Regions from separate parts of the Rattus norvegicus genome. Here region 1 is linked to region 2. The links are chromatin contacts, called in public Hi-C maps. All regions are on one chromosome and are shown on one strand. The core of a region is the stretch at or near the end of the contact, and the rest is flanking DNA. Distances in the headings are between cores, read along the strand shown. Region 1 overlaps LOC108348556 (a long non-coding RNA gene). Region 2 has its middle 20 kb from the start of Irf4.

Region 1 (5,604 bases), core at 3,025-5,524, 180 kb after region 2:
GTGTGGAAGATATTGCAAGTTTTTGTTAGGATCTGTAATGCCCAGGGGCCTTGGCAGGAAGGCCTGCATATGAGCAGGCCACATAGAACAGCTTAGAAGAACTGTACACTTCTTCATAAGCTGGGCCTGGGACACACCTAGAAAGGATCATGCTTGGTTTAATCCATTACTGTATTGCTGATATCATCATGGCAATCTGAATCAGTTTTAGGCAAGGCTTCCTCATTTCCATTTTGTGCTAGACACCTCCCCCTGCTGACTGTTTTGCTGGCCAGACTAGCCTTTGGAGGAAAGCCTTTGGATTATTTGGAGTCTAGCCTGTCCTGGTCTTTAAGTGACCTTTTCTGCCAGTGTAAAACTAAGACCTTTGCCAGCTCCATTCCTAACGCAGAGTCAGATCTCTAAAAAAATGAAAAATCGCTCTTAGTTGGCCTCATCCATCAACTTGACACAGCCCCCGTTATCTGAGGGATTCTCAGTTGAGGGATTGTCTCCATCATGTTGGTCTGTGGCAGCATCTATGGGACATTTTCTTGATGACAGATGCAGGAATGCCCATCCTAATGTGGGCAATGCCAGCCCTGGGTTGTGGTCCTGAGCTGCATAAGACTGAGTATGGGCCAGAGGGGCAAGACAGTAAGCAATACTTCTCTGTCTCTGCTTCAGAGTGCTGCCTTGAATTCCTGCTCCGGCTTTCCCCAGTGACGGATTGTAACCTATAAGCTAAAATAAGCCCTTTCCTCCACTAAGTTGCTTTGAGTCAGTGTTTTATCACAGTGGCAGAAACCAGCAGAAACAAGAGCCTTATTTTTCCTTCCAGCTGTCTACTGAGGCTTAGAACCCACAAGTTCCTACCTTTTTCTACCTCTTCAATGAGTCCAGGGCTTCCAACATGACCTGAAAGAAGCCAGAGCACTGCTTTCTTTGGGGAATTTGAAAATTTGTCTTGTTTTTTCATTGCAAGGTAGTGTCTGTCTCTGACCTGTTCACATAGAATTGGCTTCTGGGAGATGCTTTGAAGAGAATCTAAGCACCTATCTGACACTGGCTTCAAAGCCATCCTTAGCCAATGGCTTTTCCTGTTGCTAATAGAAACCAAGAAGCCCATTGGCTAGTTTATTCTTGAACTATTTTTGCGAAGGAGCTTCAGTACAGCCATAGTTAGATCCTGGCCTTCTGGGAAGCACGCAGAAACAACCTGGATTGTTCCTTTGTCAGGGGACAGGGCGAGTCACTTTCCAGATATGATGATCAAACCTACCCAGGCGCTTGTGGTGACGGTACCCTGAAGGTCACTCCTGAGCAGGTAGAGGTTAGTAATGCAATACTCGCCGAAACACGCGGGCTCCAAGGCACAAGCACTAGTGTAAAGCCTCCAGGTCTTTCTTCATTGCCCGCTGAGGCACGCTCTCTCATCTCCACATGAGCTCTCCCAGAGGAGGGAAGCCTGAGTGTAGCAGCATGAGCCTACAGTGTGTAAACCTCCAAGTGGGCTCAGAACCCTGTCCTGATGTTATCGTCCAGAAATACTGTCATTTGCTCAGTCACCAGATCACAAGTTCACTCAAAGCCCGTGTACAAACTGCAAATCTTTTATGTGTCTCAGTGATATTTAAGGTGAGGAGGCAGACAAGGCAAGTGTTAGGCACAGCCAGCTTGGCGGGATTGACCTATGAAAGGAAGAAGCCCCCCTATGAGGGGACTGCAAAGTTAGGCAGTCCTGGTGGAAGACAAATGCCAGGGAAAGTGTCACAGAAGAAGTGAGGCAGGTTGGGCCCCAGCACATGTGCCTGCTTGGAGCAGGCAGACAAGGGCACTCTTGGAATAGAGGTGGTAGCAGCTGATCCTCGAAGTAACTAACTTATGTAGGGTCCCCAAAATCTTACCAGGAAGGCAGAGAGTCCTTCGGGGCCCGGCAGAAGCTTCTGATGCAGTAGTAGGAGTCTTAGGAGACCATTTCTCTGCTGAATCAGCCACAGCAAGGTAATGGCGTGTAGATAAGGGTTTCTGAGTGTATCAGGTGGTGCGGGGTTAGCTCCAGACAGATAATCTAGGTGTCACCTGCAGAGGGAGGTGCCCATGAGGGTGTAGGTAGTGAGGTTATGGGATGGGACAGGGAGTAGTAAGACATAAGTCTTAAGTTTCTAGCATGGGAAATAGAATGACTTGAATCTATTTCCAGAAAAACAAAAAATTTACACTGAAGTCCAATGTACACTACAGTAATTAAAATGTGAGCTTATTTGTAAAAAAGAGCTCTTGAATGTTTATTTAAATAACAATCAGTTGATTAAAGAGAACCACAGTACAATAAGATGGGTGACCTTACAGCACAAGGAAATTCGGAGATAGCTCCTAACATACTAGCAAGCCGTCAAGCTGGAGATAGCAGGGGCTGTGCAGTGTGGGAAGTTAGAGAGGCTGAGACCAACAGGAGTGTGCAGCGTGGTCAAGAAGCATGAACATGGGAGAATGCCATGTAGAGATGCCATCAAGTTACTAGAAGCCCTTGGTCCTGGACCCCAGACTGCTGGCCTTTAGATTCATAAAGTTTCAGTTCCTACCACATGGTGGTAGTTTATTGAAATGGCTCTGACAAATTAACAATGAATCTGTAAAAGGTTGGTGATTCCACATAGTTCCTGGCACCAACAAGCTGCCAGGCTGGAGACAGCAAGGGCTGTGCAGAGTGGGAATTGTTAAATGGGTCCTAGGGCTGAGGCCATCAGTAGTAGGGATGTGATCAGGAAGCATCATTGGGACCCTCGTTCCTAGGTGTGGAACAGTCACTTGGCAGGGGCGATATCTATAGGAAACCCATCAAACACTGGGGGTAAGGCTCAGTGGGTGAGAGAGCTTGCTACCACACACACGAGAGCCTGAATTTGGATCCTGAAGACCCCTGTAAAAAGCTAAACATGGTTGCATGTACCTTGTCATCCCTGGGTGGATGTAGAGGAGACAGGAGGCTTGGTGGGCCTGCTAACTGTTCCCTGTTCAGTGAGAGAACCTGTGTCAAGGCCACAAGGTAGATGGTGATAGCCCAAGGCATCTGATGGCTTCTTCAGATTACCACAGGTGTACACAGAGATACAGCAGAGAGGGGGAGAGAGAGAGAGAGAGAGAGAGAGAGAGAGAGAGAGAGAGAGAGAGAGAGAATTTCTTAGAAAGAGCAAGGAAGCCTGTCACAGAAGTTAAAGTCAGGAGGAAGGTACACCCACAGCAGCAAGTCCATGAGAAGCGGACACTGTCCTGGTGTGTCTGTGGACCATCTGAGAGGATTCCAGCCAAACAGACTGTCACCCTGCTCCTCTGCAGTAGCCAGAAGCCACCCGGGAGACAGGGACTGCCTGTCACCTTCACAGGATTTACTGAAAGCCTGGGTCAGCTCAGAGAGTAACAGGCTATTGCTTCCAAGCCTGGAGACCTAAATTTGATCTTTGGATTGAAGGAAGGAGAGAACTGACCCCTGCAAGTTGTTCTACCACAACTTACTGCACTACCCCAGGAAATAAGAAACAAATGAAAAAAAAAAAAAAAACCAAATCACTGTAAAAAGGACTTAGTGAGCTGTGTGTAATGACAGCCCTTGCCACAGGGCAGTCTATAGCTCAGCGTTCCATGATGGTTGACTTTAGACCCAGCCCCTGAGCTTGAAGAGCAACAGGTCTTCCTCAGTTTTTTCTTTTACTCCCATGAGCTCTGAGACGACCAACCACACCTCACATTTGGGTCATCAAAGCTATGGCCTATGAAGGATTTTCTGTGTACATATTCTTAGTCATCTGAAGAGTCATGCTTTTATCAGCCTGGGAACTAGCCCGAAGTGGAAGGTGAGGACAGTTCTGGTGGCTTTATTTATTTTTTCAGTGTCATTTGTCACAGAGTTTCTCTATTTCAAGCTACCTTTCTCTGAACCACATCAAGGGAGAGACAAAAAGAACAGGGTTCCGAAGTACCAAGAACTCAGAGGCAGGCCTCAAAAACAGCAGCCAACGGGAACCAGAATTCAAATGTGAATAGCACTTTGCCTAAAAGGGCTTCCTGATCAGATTTAAAGGGTAGACAGTATTGCCTAAAATCAAGAACTGCCAGTGGACACTTGAAACTGCTTGAAATAAAATCTTAGATTTAGGATTATTTACAGTGTACATCAATGGTTTAGGAAGGTGGTCAAGACTCTGTTCCAGATGAAAACCTGAGAGCAGGGCAGGACTGCAGACGTTACTGCGTGGCCAGTGTCCCTCAAACAGCCCTCTGGCTCCCTCCAGAGGATACTTTGCTACTGGATTAGTGAAGGCAAAGCTGCAGCCTTCACTGACACGTGTGGTCTGACTGGCCTATCCTTATCCCCTGCCCAGAGCTTCGAGAAAGAGCCATCAAGTATCTGGTGATGAAAGTCTCAGCTCCAACCCTTCCACCACCGAGGGGCCTTTGTGGATGTCCCTGCGTGGTTTGTCACTCTTCTGTGTGTGGCAATGGTAGAGTATTACCATGTGGACTGGAGTGTATCGGTAAATGTAGTTAATGGTTAACAAATACACGTTTGTTGACATAACAATAAATAAAATGTTAGCAAATTCAGGCTTCTGTATAACTGTGGAATAAAAGATTGACACTTGCGAGGCTGTTTTCCTCCAGCTCAGTCTTTTGATTTTAAAAGGACAGAGGTGAGCATTAGCTTTTCATAATAGGTGTGACGTAAGGGAGTCGAGGTCCCCAGCAGCAGCACAGCCCATGAATCCACAAGGCCTTGATGGTAACTTGGGCCTCGAACATCAGCACTGACCCTGACTGCAGTGGGGCCTTGGACCCAGACATGGCCTTTGGTAGCGACATGGACCCGAACATCACCATGGCCTCAGGAGGCAGCCCGGGCCACTCATATCTACATGGCTCTGGGGACAGCACAGCCCACAAATATGGGCATCTGCATGGTCTTTGGTGGTAACATGTGCCAAGGACATCAACACATCCCCTGGCAGGGTACAGCCAGGCTGGCTCTTCTGCCATGTGCCCATCTGTGGGCTGCACTGTCACCAGAGGCTGTGTTGATGTCTATGGTCTGGGCTGCCTCCAAGGGACCTGTCCTACTTGTCTGTGGCCCTGCAGGAGACCATGCTCAGGGGCAGTGCTGTCCTCAAGCTCTGGCTCACACTGACTGACGAGCAAAGAAGCTACTTTGGCTGTCATATCAACTGCAGACACGCAGCTGAGAGGAAGGGGTGTGGAAGACTTCTGGGACACCTCTTATCCCTCACAACCCCTCTCTCCCCAAAGGTAACAGCCTAGAACAGAAGCCACTGAAGAGAACTCTTCAGAAGTGTGGTGAGAAGGATGCTGAAGTTAGCTCTCCAAAATTGATGGCTTCCAGTGAAGGTGCAGGAGGGAAGGACTCAGTTCTATTAAAGGGACAGGCCGCTGAGAATTTGACCATGTTTCAGTGAGTATGTAAAATAGCACAAATTAGACTTTTAACTCTATTATTTTAAAAATATTTTTAGTGGGGAGGTCACAAGCAGGAGGGCAGACAAGGAAGGTCTGGGAAGGAAATAGGATTGTGGCACGTAGTGTGAAACTTCGAGAGAATCAATAAAAAAAAGG
Region 2 (5,454 bases), core at 945-3,444:
TCGTTTTCTTTAGCACAGTTTGTTGAAGAGGCTGTTGTGAGGAGACAGTTTCTTGGGTCCTCCCGTCTCAGGGTCAAGTTCCATCTTGCTGGTGGGGCCAAACCGAATTCATGTTCCCAGGCCCCAGAACCAACTCCTCTTCTGCTTCCTCAGGTATTTCATGTTTGTCCTCTAACCAGTAAGGATGCAAGGAGGGAAGTTGTCTATCCTGTTATCTGAACTAAGGCACACAAACAGCCAATCGCTTGTCTTGATTTAGCTGACTCCTCTGCTCCTTTATTATTCTAAATTCCAGACTGGAGTCCAGGAGAGGACCCGACTGCAAAGGCTGAATCAGGACCCTGAAACCAGGTGACCCAGATAAGGCCCAGTCTTCTGGATTAACTCCTTGCGTCATACAATTGGTCAATGCAACAGCGTACTCTGCCACCCGCCCCCCCTGCTTTGTGTTCCCATCTTATAAAAATGTTGTCCAACCTTCAGGGGTGCAGTTCAGAGGTGGAACTGGCTGCCTCCTTGTGAGCCCCGAAAATAAAGCTTTCATTTATAAATCCCTGGGGTGAGTTTTTCTTGGCTTCCAATCAGAACCCAATAGCTGTCATTTCTCTAGTATATATTTTGGGCACTTTTTTGAAGATGAAGTGTCTGGAGCTGTGTGGATGAATAAATAAAGCTAAGTTAATGGTTTCATTATTATATAGTGGCTCACACTAAGCTCCATCTCTTTTTATATTTTCTCCCTATACCAACCCAGAGGTACAGGGTGCCTAGCTTCTACCAGGGCATCAGGTATCCCAAACTCAGGTATCCCAAACTCTATTTTGGTAATTCTATTTGATTTATTTATTTATTTATTTATTTATTTATTTATTTAGTTATGTGTTTATTTATTTAATTTGTGTGTGTGTGTGTGTGTGTGTGTGTGTGTGAGAGAGAGAGAGAGAGAGAGAGAGAGAGAGAGAATCTTAATATGTAGCCCAGGCTAGCCTCATTGAACTCGTGGTGATCATTTTGCCCCAGTCTCCTGAGTACCACTTCGTATGGCTCTCATTTTGGTTTTGAGAGGGGCAGTAAAATTTTTTTAACCGCTGGTTCCTCTGTCAGTTTGGGGTCTTCTCTTGTCATCTGTACTGCAATGCTTTTGGGACCACTAGTCAGTGATTTTGCAGAACGTTTCTCCATCATCCGATGTTTGTTCTGGTTATGTTGAGGTCAGTGCAGTTTTGGCAAAAGTCCCACAAAAGTGACACTGTATCTTCAATGCATGACATTAACGAACATGTGACAGTAATGGGCTTACTAATGTCGCCGTTGCCCTTCATAGTCCAATTAGGGCTCTAACTGAAGGGTTTCCCCTCTGATCACTGATCAGGTCTTTCTGGTTGGTCTCTCTCTTGGGAGAGATAAGTCTAGACTATGCAAATATAGTCTCTCCCTCGTGCTGTGCCTGGTGGTGACTCAGTGGCCGGGCAGTTGGCCCAGAGTTATTTACTGTCAAATATAATGGTGATTTTGTACTTTTCTTGTCCTATCCACACCTGCTCACCTGATTTCTACAAGCAAGAATGCCCCAGCCTTCTATTTACTGACTCATTCAATTCTATGTTAGTTTGGACTCATGTGTTTATTTTATTCCATGGGTTAGTCTCCAATGTTCCAGTAATTTGTTGTCCAAATTACACCAGTTTGACTTATCAGAAGGTTTTATTTATTTATTTATTTTTTGCCTTTTTTGTTTGTTTGTTTTTTGATTGGCTCTGTAGCCTCTTGACACGTTCCTTTCTTTTTCAAGTACTTCCTTGTTTCCTGGCTGCACAAATGTCTCAGGCTTCTCACACATGCTCTCCCTTTCGAGTCCCGGCATCGACCACTCCATCCTGGGTTGGAGCTTTTTCAAAACAATCCCTGATTTCAGTCAATTCTTTCTTTGGAGATGCTGACCACCGACGGGCTAGGAGTAAGCTACTGGGACCTAGCCACAATCCTTACCACCTAGAGCAGCTCCCACACAGCCCAGCAGCTCACAGAGCACTTAGTAAGAACAAGGCAAGATCAACCACTCCTACCTCCTTGAGTGGCTTGTGATCACTCAGCAAACTGTCCTGGAGAATGGCCAGAGAGAACTGGTGCCGACCGACCATGAAGCAATTCCAGCTTCTGCCAGCCTGTGGAGCCTGGAACTAGGAATCAAACCTCTGTCCTCATTTTTCTAAAAATAGTTCTTAAGGAGACAGGATCCCAGAGAGCACAAGCCACTCGACACAGCTGAGTACAGCTCAGGCAGCCTGAAGGCAGGACACTCGGCAGTGACAGTGGCCATAAAATGTGTAAGAATTTATCAGCGTATAAGCACAGGTAACCGAGAGCCAGATATGGAACTGCTCAGCAGGCCAAGGGTGATAAACGTTGTAGCCGCTGACTGAGTGTTAGGGTGCTGCTCCATCTAAAGCTAAGAACTTGAAACCAGCACCCAGAGCTTTTCTCAGATTGGTCTGAACACTTTCCCCCGTTCACCGCTACTGCATGGCTGGCACTAGGAGAAGCAGAGCTGCAGTCACAGAAATTCCCGAGTGGCACGGTAGAATAGTTTGTTTTACAAGAAAAGTCATATAGATTTCTGGATCATAATAGATCATCAAATGCTTCAAAACACTTGACAGTGCAAGAACAAGGGAGCCCAGGGAGATTCGGGGTCACCTTTGGAAGCTTGTGGGAACTCAGGCTTTGAAGGTGCAGCCTGCTCTGGCCTCAGCTGCCCTGCCTCGGTCATCATTCTTCATCTGTTACACACGATGCTAAAACAACTCTGTAACTCCCTTCTCTGTTAAGTGGGGACACCATAGAGAGCAGCCCTTGAGACTGATGAATAGCCCCCCATCCCCACCCCCACCCAACCCAACAGGCTTTGGACGTTTTCTTGTGAGTGCTAGACAAATGCTCTACTGCCAAGCCACACCCCGGCCTATTTGTTTCTCCATAGCAACATGCTCTTTTGGAACTTCTAGGCTGCAAAGTCCAGATCCACTGTGTCGGCACCATTTTTGTTTGGCTTGGTTCTTGCCAATGGAAGCTCCTACAGGCCACCTCCTAACCTTCAGTGACCACACCTTCCCTGCTAGTTCTACAGGAATTCCTCAAGCTTGACCTAAGGGGACTGATATGGGAAAGGCCCGTAAGGGAGGCTTGTGGGGTGGAAAAGGGTTGCAAAGGGGAGAGGGTGCTGCCCTTGAGGAACTGAAAGAGCTGCAGGCTATGCTAGTGGGCAAGCACTGAGGAGGCGGGGCTCAGTGGGTACTGCTGCAGGAGGCTGGCTCAAGGGAAGGCGCTCAGATGGCTTTCAAGGGAATTGGGCTGGGCTGCTTTAGGATGTAACAGGGATGACATCTACCGTTGGAGCATCCAATGCCCCGGAGATGGTGCTGCTAGAGGGATGTTGTCACTGCCACTGCTGCTGCTCTCATCGTTTCTGCAGCCATTGGCATGACGGGTGCTGCCTGCTGGGTACTATCTTCCCTCTCCACTGTGGCTACTGTAGGTATTGCTGCTATGGCTGCTGTCCTCTGATGCAAAGGCCACTGCCACCATCTCTTCTGTCCTCTGCATTAATCTCTACTCAAGAGACTGTAAGCAAAGTCCTTTATCTTGATCCTTCTTCGTGACTGAAGACTAGACCCCAGACACTCCTTAACTCTGCTGATAATTTAAAGGCAAAGTGCTTAGACCCAGTTCGGGAAGCTTGTCTCCTGGCCTTCGGAAGCTCCACTCTGGAGACCTAGAGTGATTAGGAGTCAGGGATTCCACATAAACTTTTGTTAACCACCAGTCTGGGCTTCATGGCAAGGTGGTTTGAGCCCTAAGCCTTCACTTCCTAGGCAGGCAGGTGGCAAGAATCTGTGCCATGCCAGGTACTGTGCTAGGACCAGCCCCTTGGAACTTGCATCTAAGAGAGGAAAGGTGTCTCCTGTCTACACAGCTGTTTGTTCCTATTGCAACATTAAGTGCTAAAATGCAAATTGAAGAAGTCCTTAGTCCAGACAGACAGTGGCCTCACATAGGCACCTGTAAGGCACCACATGACCCCAGAGAGGATTCTACAGGTAGGAGGTCTCTAAAGGCCTGCAGGTGACTGCAAGAGCCTTCCGTGGGGACAACTATGGCTCACCTTGAGTATCTCCCTTCAGTGGAGTTGTGGGTCCAGTTTTACATAGATGACCCTCAAGTGAACCATTCAAGCCAAGACAAATCAATCCCTATGCTTTTGATCCTCAAAATGGCTGTTTAATAGTGACATTGTCTCACGGGAAGGAGGCGGGGGGCTTACTTTGGCCACACACGCGCGCGCGCGCGCGCGCGCGCGCGCGCACACACACACACACACACACACACACACACACACACACACACACACACAGAGTCTCCTCTCTGTAGAAGTTCGGAACACATGGACATAGGAAAACCCCACACTCACTGAATGAATGATGTATTCAATAGAACGAACAACAGACATCTCTGGGGAGATTGGCATTGATGAGTAAGGCATCATCCCCAACTTCAAATACTGAATCCTCCCCGTCCCCCTCAGTGTGGCAATGTATCATGCAGGAAAAGTATCATCACTTCTGCACAGATGAAGTTCTGGGGAGGAGGGAAGGTTCTGAAAAGCTCAGCCTTGGGGAAGAGGGAGCTGGTAGGCTTCCTACAAGACAGCACACCAGACCAAGGGCCTGCCTATGAGGAAGCAGGGGATCCAAGTGGGTAAACCACTCTAAAGGCACAGCAGAAATTCCTGCACTGAGACTATCACCCTGAGGCTTAGCAAGCTGGGCTCCAGGCACAGCTACATCACGCCACAATACAGCTTGTTGTCCTGGCCTGTGCAGCTAGTGTCAAGGAACAGAAAGACTATCCAAACGCCAGATGACTCACTTAGTTACCTGCAGACTTTGGGGGTTATAACTGGATCTCACACAGACTTGGGGACACAGTGTGTCTCACAGTCCATGTGCATTGTCAAGCCAGGCCTCACGAAGGTGTTCTGGAAAGCCTGCTTTAACCTACTCTGGTCTTTGCTCGTGCCTCCCAAGAGACAACTACAGTGATTTGGTCCACTTTTTTCAACCTTTATACATACACTTACATAGATCTGTCTTTCTTTTGCTTGCTTTAAAAAGGCTATAGGCATTGCCTGAACTTGGTGGTACACAGCTGTAATCCCAGCAGCACTCGGGGGCCACGGTTGGGGGATCTTGTTCCTGAAGCCAGTCATAGCTACAAAGTAAGACTTACCTCAAAAACAGAACACAAAACAACAAACGCAAATGAAAAAGATAAGGTCGAAGAGAATCTATCTGAAATGAACAGTAACTGTACTGTTCTATATATTATATATTTTATTATATATTATATGTTTATTCTTACAAAAAGAGCAAACACAACAAAATGTTACCAGTGATT

What was found. Hi-C and Micro-C count contacts between places; a contact is called where the count stands out from the background.
Region 1: a contact with region 2 is called in a Hi-C map of kidney, with 5 times the contacts expected there. The contact joins two enhancer-like sites. A contact is called at or near these places in 8 of 12 Hi-C or Micro-C datasets (the A7r5 cell line, frontal cortex, hepatocytes and 4 more).

The regions. Positions count from the first base shown.
Region 1 is chr17:34,140,152-34,145,755 of GRCr8, forward strand. LOC108348556 (a long non-coding RNA gene) reads right to left here. Exons shown (of 3, transcript XR_001841920.3): 3 at 5,475-5,604. Among named protein-coding and RNA genes, the nearest start is that of Uqcrfs1, 44 kb to the right of the region's middle. Within about 2 kb of position 4,275, at least 1 of the 93 cell types and tissues checked has an H3K27ac peak or open chromatin away from gene starts, as enhancers often do.
Region 2 is chr17:33,966,332-33,971,785 of GRCr8, forward strand. It overlaps the pseudogene LOC134482706. Among named protein-coding and RNA genes, the nearest start is that of Irf4, 20 kb to the left of the region's middle. Within about 2 kb of position 2,195, at least 34 of the 93 cell types and tissues checked have an H3K27ac peak or open chromatin away from gene starts, as enhancers often do.